Linked DNA regions of Sus scrofa: region 2 is linked to region 1. The links are chromatin contacts, called in public HiChIP or PLAC-seq maps. All regions are on one chromosome and are shown on one strand. Each heading gives the region's core, a stretch centred on a gene start, on an enhancer-like site or on the middle of the called end of the contact. The rest is flanking DNA. Distances are from core to core; before and after follow the strand shown.

Region 1 (3,701 bases), core at 443-2,942:
AAAAGGACTCTGAATTCTTAGAGTTTGAACGAGAGTTCAAGAGCTGGAGAGTTTGCTGGATGTTAACTACACATCCTCATGATGATTTCACTGTATATGCAAATATCAAATCACTGTACTCCGGAAACAAATATAACCTTTTATCAATTACGTCTCAACTTTTTTTAAAAAAGGGCTTGAGAATTTGAGCATAAGAATTTTTTTTTTTTTGAGCATAAGAATTTCTTGATGCAGGAGTTCCCGTTGTGGCACAGCGGAAATGACTCCAACCAGGAACTGTTAGGATGCGGGTTTGGTCCCCGGCCTCAATCAGTGGGTTAAGGAATTGGTGTTGCCATGAGCTGTGGTGTAGGTTGCAAACGTGGTTTGGATCCTGCATGGCTGTGGCTCTGGCGTAGGCCGGCCACTACAGCTCCGATTCGACTCCTAGCCTGGGAACCTCCAAATGCCACAGGTGCAGCCCTAAAAAAAAAAAAAAAAAAAAAAAAGGCAAGTAAATAAATAATAAAAAAAGAAAGAATTTATTGATGCAAAATTCCTTCCTCCTGGAACTCCTTCCATTCCCCCATTCCAAAAAAACAAAGCAAACACCCATAAAGTGAGTAATAGAAAGGAAGAGGCATGGAATAAGATAGGTGCCTTGGAGGAAAAAAATGCTTGGAGTTTTTCACATTTCATGTCTTCTAGTCTGAAGGCAGTATGTCAACAGTGTTCACAAAGGAAAGGGTATGATCCAGAAAAAAACAGCTAAGAATTCTTCCTTACAGTCTGGGCTACCAAACGTCAGCTTCGTCCCCTGCAACAGTACCGGGCCGTGCTGTTTATAATTCAAGCATCCCCTCAACAGCTCACAAGCACAACTTCGCAACCGGAAAACCACCTCGGTGGGCTTCTGCCTCTGACACACCCAAGTGGAACATCTGATGAAATGCGGGATTTTCAGATAGAGCAGTGTCCTCTCCATTCCAGTGAGTTCATACATGAAGTGGAGTCTGAGTAAATAGAATTATGTGCGATTTAAGAATTCTTTTTTCAAAATGAACCAACTCATGAAATTTTCATAGAAAGGAAATAGAAAATCAAGGGCAGGATGTAAAAATGTGAACAATCACAGAAGCAAATGTGTTAAGTGGGAACTTCCTAAAGGGTTTTTACTGTCTCTGGTTATATATTCTACTTATCGCCAAAATTGGGACTAACAAGCTTCTGTTTTCCTCAGCAGATTTCCTGAAGGAAGGAAGCAAAGGAAGCAGTGTTCAGTGTGTCCCTTCTGGAAGCTGCTCTGGGCATGTTTCCCCCTGTCCAGCCGACCTCAAAGTACGGCTAATACCGAATCAATCCTGAAGGGTCTGGCAGCAACAAAAGGTGTTGACTACAGCAATGAAAGGCCTACTTAACCCAAGCGCTGTGCACATAGAGATGCTTTTGCCCCTGCTTCTGGGAGCCTGGCATCCACGCCAGGTCAGGCCCTTCACACAAGCCCCTTATAGCCCCAGGAAAGAGGCAGGGAAAGCCCAGATGGGAAAGGGCCCATGTTTAGACGTCCACAATCTATCATGCCAAAGGGAAAGCAAGGAAAATATTTAACCGACAACCAAACCGGAACAACTGGGCCAGAAGGCAAACAGCGAAGGTGTGCTGAGGGATCGAGGGGCTTTCCACGCTCCAGTAGCTGCTGCGAGATTCACTTCCCCCTGCTGTCCTTCCTCCTTCAGAGTCCTGCCTCCCTCTAACCCTGGCTCAGAGAGATCCTCGGAAAGCTGCCGGGCTGATAATGTTGGCCTGTGCAGAGCTCAGGGCTTGGGCACACGGTTGAAAGGCAAATGATCTGAACCTCAAAGGCAGATTAGGCCGCTTTTACAGCACCGCCAGCTTCTGTGGTTTCTATTTTCTCCCAGGATTTTTTTTTTTTTAATTTAAAAAAAACTTTTTTAACAAAATGCACATTCATATTTTATTTCCTAAAGATGACTGAACTTTTCAACCAGGAAAATCCCCTTTAGGTCAAATAACATCCTCAACTACTACGTGCGAGTAATTGCATCATAATTTCCTTTGATGGAGAAAACAGGATGACAAAAGGCTAGTGTAGCTTATGTAACTCTATAAATACGTATATCACAGCAGCCTTGACAGATACGTGAAAAACTTATGTAGGAGACATTATTTATTCACCACCCCCAGTCTCCCCCCTGCCAATGCTGCCCTCTGTGCCGGCGCCCCCTCTTTAAGGGTTAACCTCACAGGTTGTCCTAGGGCCAGGGGTCACAGATGCTGGGACCAGCTCTCAGGGCAGACAGAGATTTAGGAAGGAGAATATTATTTCGCCCATAACTCATCTCTGCCTGTCACTTCCTCTCCTCTTAACAGTAGAGAGCAGAAATGCAGCGGACACTAGAGGTGCGGGGCGGGGAGCTGTCAGTCCTGAATCACATGGTTTCCTCATACCCACCAAGGGTGTGATGGCTAAAAGGCCCAGGACACAGAAGGTTTGAATTTTCAATGGTAGTATCTCAAGAAGAGAGTGACCAACGAAAATCTGAGATTCTCCATTGATAAAACTAGGAATAGATGGTATCTACTGAAAAAGCCAAAGCCTTGAGCTGGAGGTTAGCTACCCCTAAAGGGTAGAGTAACACACACACACACACACACACACACACACCCCAACAACATGTTTCCCGCAAGCAGTCTTTCTGACATCTACCAACACAAATGTTGGCTACTGACATGAAAAGGCGAAAAAGCTGGTACTGCAGTGTCTTGCCCTGTCTTAAGCAGGCAGTCAATTAACACTGAACGACTGAATGAGGCAGAGCAAAGCAGCCCTGGCCACCACCCAAAGGACAGCACAGGTTCTGTCACTCCCGCACCGGGACAAATTACGTCTGGAGGCTGGGCAAACTGGGGCCACGCCCACGCTCACGTCCCATCTTTCATCCAGGCAGGTCCCAAAAGCCTTGTCTGGCGCAGCTGATGGATGGCCCCGGAATGGCCTTGTCTGCTGCCAGGGTGAGGCGCGGCAGCTGTTTAACAGCCCTGCAAGTGACCCTGGTCGGGACTTCCACGGCAGGAAGCGCAGAAGAATAGCGTGTCCACTTAGAGCCACCACAAAGGCAGCGGGAGGAGGGACCGCCTCCCTTGGAAGCGGGCAGCCCGGCCTTCTAATTACTCACACACAAACAGGGGCGGGGGTGGCGGGGAAGGGAGGGGGAAGGGCTCGAAACCGCTCCCAGGGCATCGTTCCCCTGGAAGAGGTTGGGGCCTGCAGCCCTTGTGAGTGGAACACAGATCAGGAACATTAAGCCTCTGCCCGAGACTCGTAAAACGACACCCCATTCTTGGCTCGTCTCTGGTGCGTCCTGGGGGCTCCTTCAGTTGTCCGTCTCACAGGCAACTATCGTGCTATGTTATCTCCATAGTCAAAGAAGCCTCACACAGCCTGGAGCCCCTTCCTGGGCCCTACTCCCCCTGGGTGCCCCACTCACTGGTTTTCTCCCCCCACATCCTTTGAAGGAAGGAAAAAAGGAAGCAAAAACACTAATCTGAAAAGATAGCTGCACGCCAGGATTTACAGCAGCGTTATTTACCATTACCAAGATATAGAAACCACCCAAGTATCCAGCAACAGATGAGTACAGAAGATGTGGGATGTGGTATAAATACAAAATGGAATATTACCTAGCCATAAACAAGAAAGA
Region 2 (3,701 bases), core at 444-2,943, 400 kb after region 1:
TGCTAGGGTCTCCTTTATGGAGGAATTCCAAGGGGATAGATTAAGATTGCCATCAAGTGGCTAGTCTCGGTAGTGGATGGGAGGTGCTGGGCACCACTGCTGGCTGACTTGCCACACAGTCTCCTTGACGTTCTTTGCCCCATTGTGAAGCAGAATCCAAGTCAAGGGTGCTTTCTGTCTGAGGAATTGATGGGGTTTCATTGGAAGGTGGTGGACAGAGAGAGCTCAGAACAATCTGTGTATTACACATACTCAGAAAAAAAGGCATCCGTATGAACCAAAGCTACGCCTTCCTGGATAGACTCTGAAACGCGAGGTGGGTTCAGTGGCCCTGGTCTAGCTTGAGGCCCTGGAGCTGTGAATACACGTGAACTAGAGGCTTCCTGGAGGGAACTGCGGGGCATTCATCCTCCTGCCAGTTGCGGGCCAGGAGGCCACAGCCCTCCAGCCCCTGTCGTGGAAATTGGCAGAGAGGACCATGCTGTCATCTCTGAAAGAATGGCTCACAGTCCCACCAAGGGGGAAGAGAACTAGCAGACCTGACTTGGCCATCGTCTTGGGCTCCAGCTCATTGTTTCCCAGCTCTCTACGTGGAGGAATAATTTCTTTCTCAGAAGCAATAGTTTTAGCATTAATGGGATGATTTATTTAAAGTCCTTAGTACCTGGCAGAAGGGAAGCGTTCAAAGGGCATTTGTTACTGAGGTTCTAGATATGCATTACCTGACCACTTCTCATAAAAGCTGTAGCTGTGTCATAAAACAGCACACTTAAAGGGCTGTATTAAAATTGGTTTGCTTCATTCCTGAGGTCTGGGCGCCAGCCTGTAATTAGACCTCCCCCTAGGACTTGGGGAGCAGAAACCCTGACCTAGGTAGCTAGCAGGAAATGATCCCTCTTTTGTTTTTCGCAGCAGGTCATCCCTCAGTGCTGTTGGGAAACCTGCCCAGTAGGAATAGGAAGAGTTGGGTGTGTGGGGGTGGGGCGCCCCACATGCGCACAGAGCGCTCGAGGCCGGTTTCTGAGCTGGCACTTGGTTCATGAAAGAAGATGGGTCTGTACCAGCTGGCTTGGTGGGGAGAGGCCTGAGGCCCAAGGTGGGTGGATGGAGAAAGTACATGAGGATGGCAACCAAACTTTAGGTCAGTGTCAAAGAAAGGACATTCTTAGGGCCTTTATTTTCAGAAGCTTTTTATCTTTTTATTTATTAAAATTTTTTTTTGTGTGTGGGGCCTCATCCATGGCCTGTGGAAGTTCCTGGGGTCAGGGATCGAATCTGTGCCACAGCTGTAACCAGAGCCCCAGCAGTAGATCCTTAACCCTCTGAGCCACCAGGGAACTCCTCAGCAGCCTTTTAGAAGTGATAGTGGCTATGTTATATAACCATTCACCCCGCAATCTGTCAAATCATCAACCCCAAGTTTCTGGATTCCAGCCCTTTAAAGCAATAGTGGATGCATCAAAAAGTTGGTACATTGTTATGATACGCCCTGACTTGGTCTTAGAATTCTAGTTCTGCCCTGGGTATCTCTATGAGCAGTCATCCCTTCCTTGGTTTTCTCCTTAAGTAAAATAAAACCCTCACCCCCCCTTTGGCTCACTTGGTTCTGTTTTAGTGATGAGTGATGACAGGGTGTGTCTAAGGGAGGCTTATGGCCTTCCAGCTTGCTCCATGCCCTGTGGTCTGGGGTTAGGAAATGTTTGGATGCTTTTGCAGAAGCTGGAGGGGCGTGGCAAGGCCATAGATAGGAGGGGGGCTCTGGTGTGCGCATCCTCCCTGCACCAGAAGTACAGGGGGCTGGCTTCTCTGCTCATGTAGGAAGGAGGCAGTGAGCCTAGAGCCCTCTGTGGGTTTACACCTCTCAGTGCCTGTATCCTGGAGCAAGAGGCGAGTCTAACGCAGAACAGTTTCATGTGGCACCTTGTTCCTGAGTCTAGGTGCTTGCTGACCGTTCACCCTCCAGCTGTATCAGGATCACCTAAAACCATTTGTGATTTAAACAAAACAAAACACTTCTGTGGGGTAATGACTTTGCACAGAAGGTTTTTCTACATTCCTTAGCTTTCTGCATGAGCTTGTGGCTTTTGAATGCTTCTAGCCTCCCTGTTCCTTCTCCCCTCCTGTAAGAACTAGACCAGCGCACCGTGAGCCATTGCTGTGTTGAAGGCGATTGGTCCGCCTGCTGCTCTCCTTTCACCCCGCCGTCTGTCTGACGTGTCCTGTGGACTGGGTCCTCGCAGAGGACAGCAGAGAGATGAGGAGCTGCTGCCACCTGCACGCTTGGCTGTTGGGTCTTGAGACAAAATGCAGAAACATTCTGTAGATGAGCACTGGCCGGGAAAGCTCTCTGTGATGATGGAGATGTGACATCTGCGTTGTCCTAAAGGGTAGCCACTAACTAGCCAGTTGTGACTCCTGATTCCTTGGTACGTGGTTGTTCTGGCTAGTTTTAGTTAATTTTCAAAGCCACCTGGTGACCTGAGTTACAAATGAGGCCTTGCAGTTACAGAGACAGGCTGAGCGGTTCAAGTCTCCTCTCTTATTCTCCTCATGCTCTATTTTTGTTGTTGTTCTTGTCTTGTTGCCTGGAAGTCCTTTTAGATAGCCATTGTGGTTAATTTCAGAAGCATGCTCTTGGTCTTCTAGGTAGACAGTTGCTGACGAAGTGAAAGGATAAGGACGTTTGATTTAAGTGCCTTTTAGTGTTTGAGGCAATTTCAGAATACTTGTGCTCGTGGTATTATGTCACGATATTCATATTATGCTTGACTTCAATACAGAGATGTGTCATCGGCTTCAAAATGGTCTACTGTTCTCATGTAGCTTAGGCAGGTTTTTTGTCAGTGCCTCATAAGCAATGTCTCACATATTCACTTTTATTCTTTAAGGACCTTGTTTTGTGATTGGGAACTACACCTGTGATGGCAGCACACCTGTTTTCCTTGTGATACCATTTAAATCATTTCTGAGATTTCCTTTAACTTTTACAGAAATTAATTTTAATTATGGTAAATTTGGAAATTTCAGAAAATCACAAAGACTGCCACTGGGGAGAATACTGATTTTTGCCACTAGTTTTATTTTCCTCTGATCTGCTTTCTATATGTGTGTGTGTATGTATATAAATGTGTGTGTGTGTGTGTGTGTGTGTGTGTGTATTTAAGCCCAACATAATTGTTTTATGCTTTGGATTCTCTGTAGTTTAAATTTCATTGTCTTTCCTCATGTTAGTGTTTGAAAATGTGATTTTTTTAAAAAAATCATGTGAAATATTAAAAAAAATGTGTAAGCATTTCTTACTTAGCATTAGTCTTCACTGTGGTACCAGAGACTTTAAGGAAAAATACCATGAAGAATATACACAAAATTGTTAAAGGTGATTGATGTAATTTCACTTTATAAAAAGGGTAGAATTATAGTTAGTTTTGGTTTTTATTGAAAATTGTTAGTAACAAAATGAGTTTATCAAAATTATCAGGGTATAAAGGGTAAATACTTCTAGGAAGACACAGAACAACTTTACAGATAGAAACAAAGTATCAGCTCCAAAAGAAAATTTAAAAAACTGAAATCATTTACGGGTTAAGTATCTGTAAAATATCATATAATGTGCAGGTTAGCAAGTGTTAAATTTATGAACGCTCTGATTTTATTTCCCCTGAAAACTTGAAAATTATTTCTGAAGAACTCCTAATTTTGAT

The links. HiChIP or PLAC-seq counts read pairs in DNA pulled down with a chosen protein or histone mark.
Region 2: an H3K27ac HiChIP or PLAC-seq map of alveolar macrophages shows a contact between it and region 1. The contact joins two enhancer-like sites. A contact is called at or near these places in 1 of 47 Hi-C or Micro-C datasets (embryonic fibroblasts) and 1 of 2 datasets of contacts at active chromatin or transcription factors (alveolar macrophages).

What each region holds. Positions count from the first base shown.
Region 1 is chr7:11,094,154-11,097,854 of Sscrofa11.1, forward strand. All of the region lies in intron 1 of LOC110261780 (a long non-coding RNA gene), which reads right to left. Among named protein-coding and RNA genes, the nearest start is that of JARID2, 260 kb to the right of the region's middle. Within about 2 kb of position 1,693, at least 10 of the 83 cell types and tissues checked have an H3K27ac peak or open chromatin away from gene starts, as enhancers often do. A contact at or near this core is called in alveolar macrophages, where this site is marked.
Region 2 is chr7:11,491,523-11,495,223 of Sscrofa11.1, forward strand. All of the region lies in intron 3 of JARID2 (protein Jumonji), which reads left to right. Among named protein-coding and RNA genes, the nearest start is that of JARID2, 140 kb to the left of the region's middle. Within about 2 kb of position 1,694, at least 4 of the 83 cell types and tissues checked have an H3K27ac peak or open chromatin away from gene starts, as enhancers often do. A contact at or near this core is called in alveolar macrophages, where this site is marked.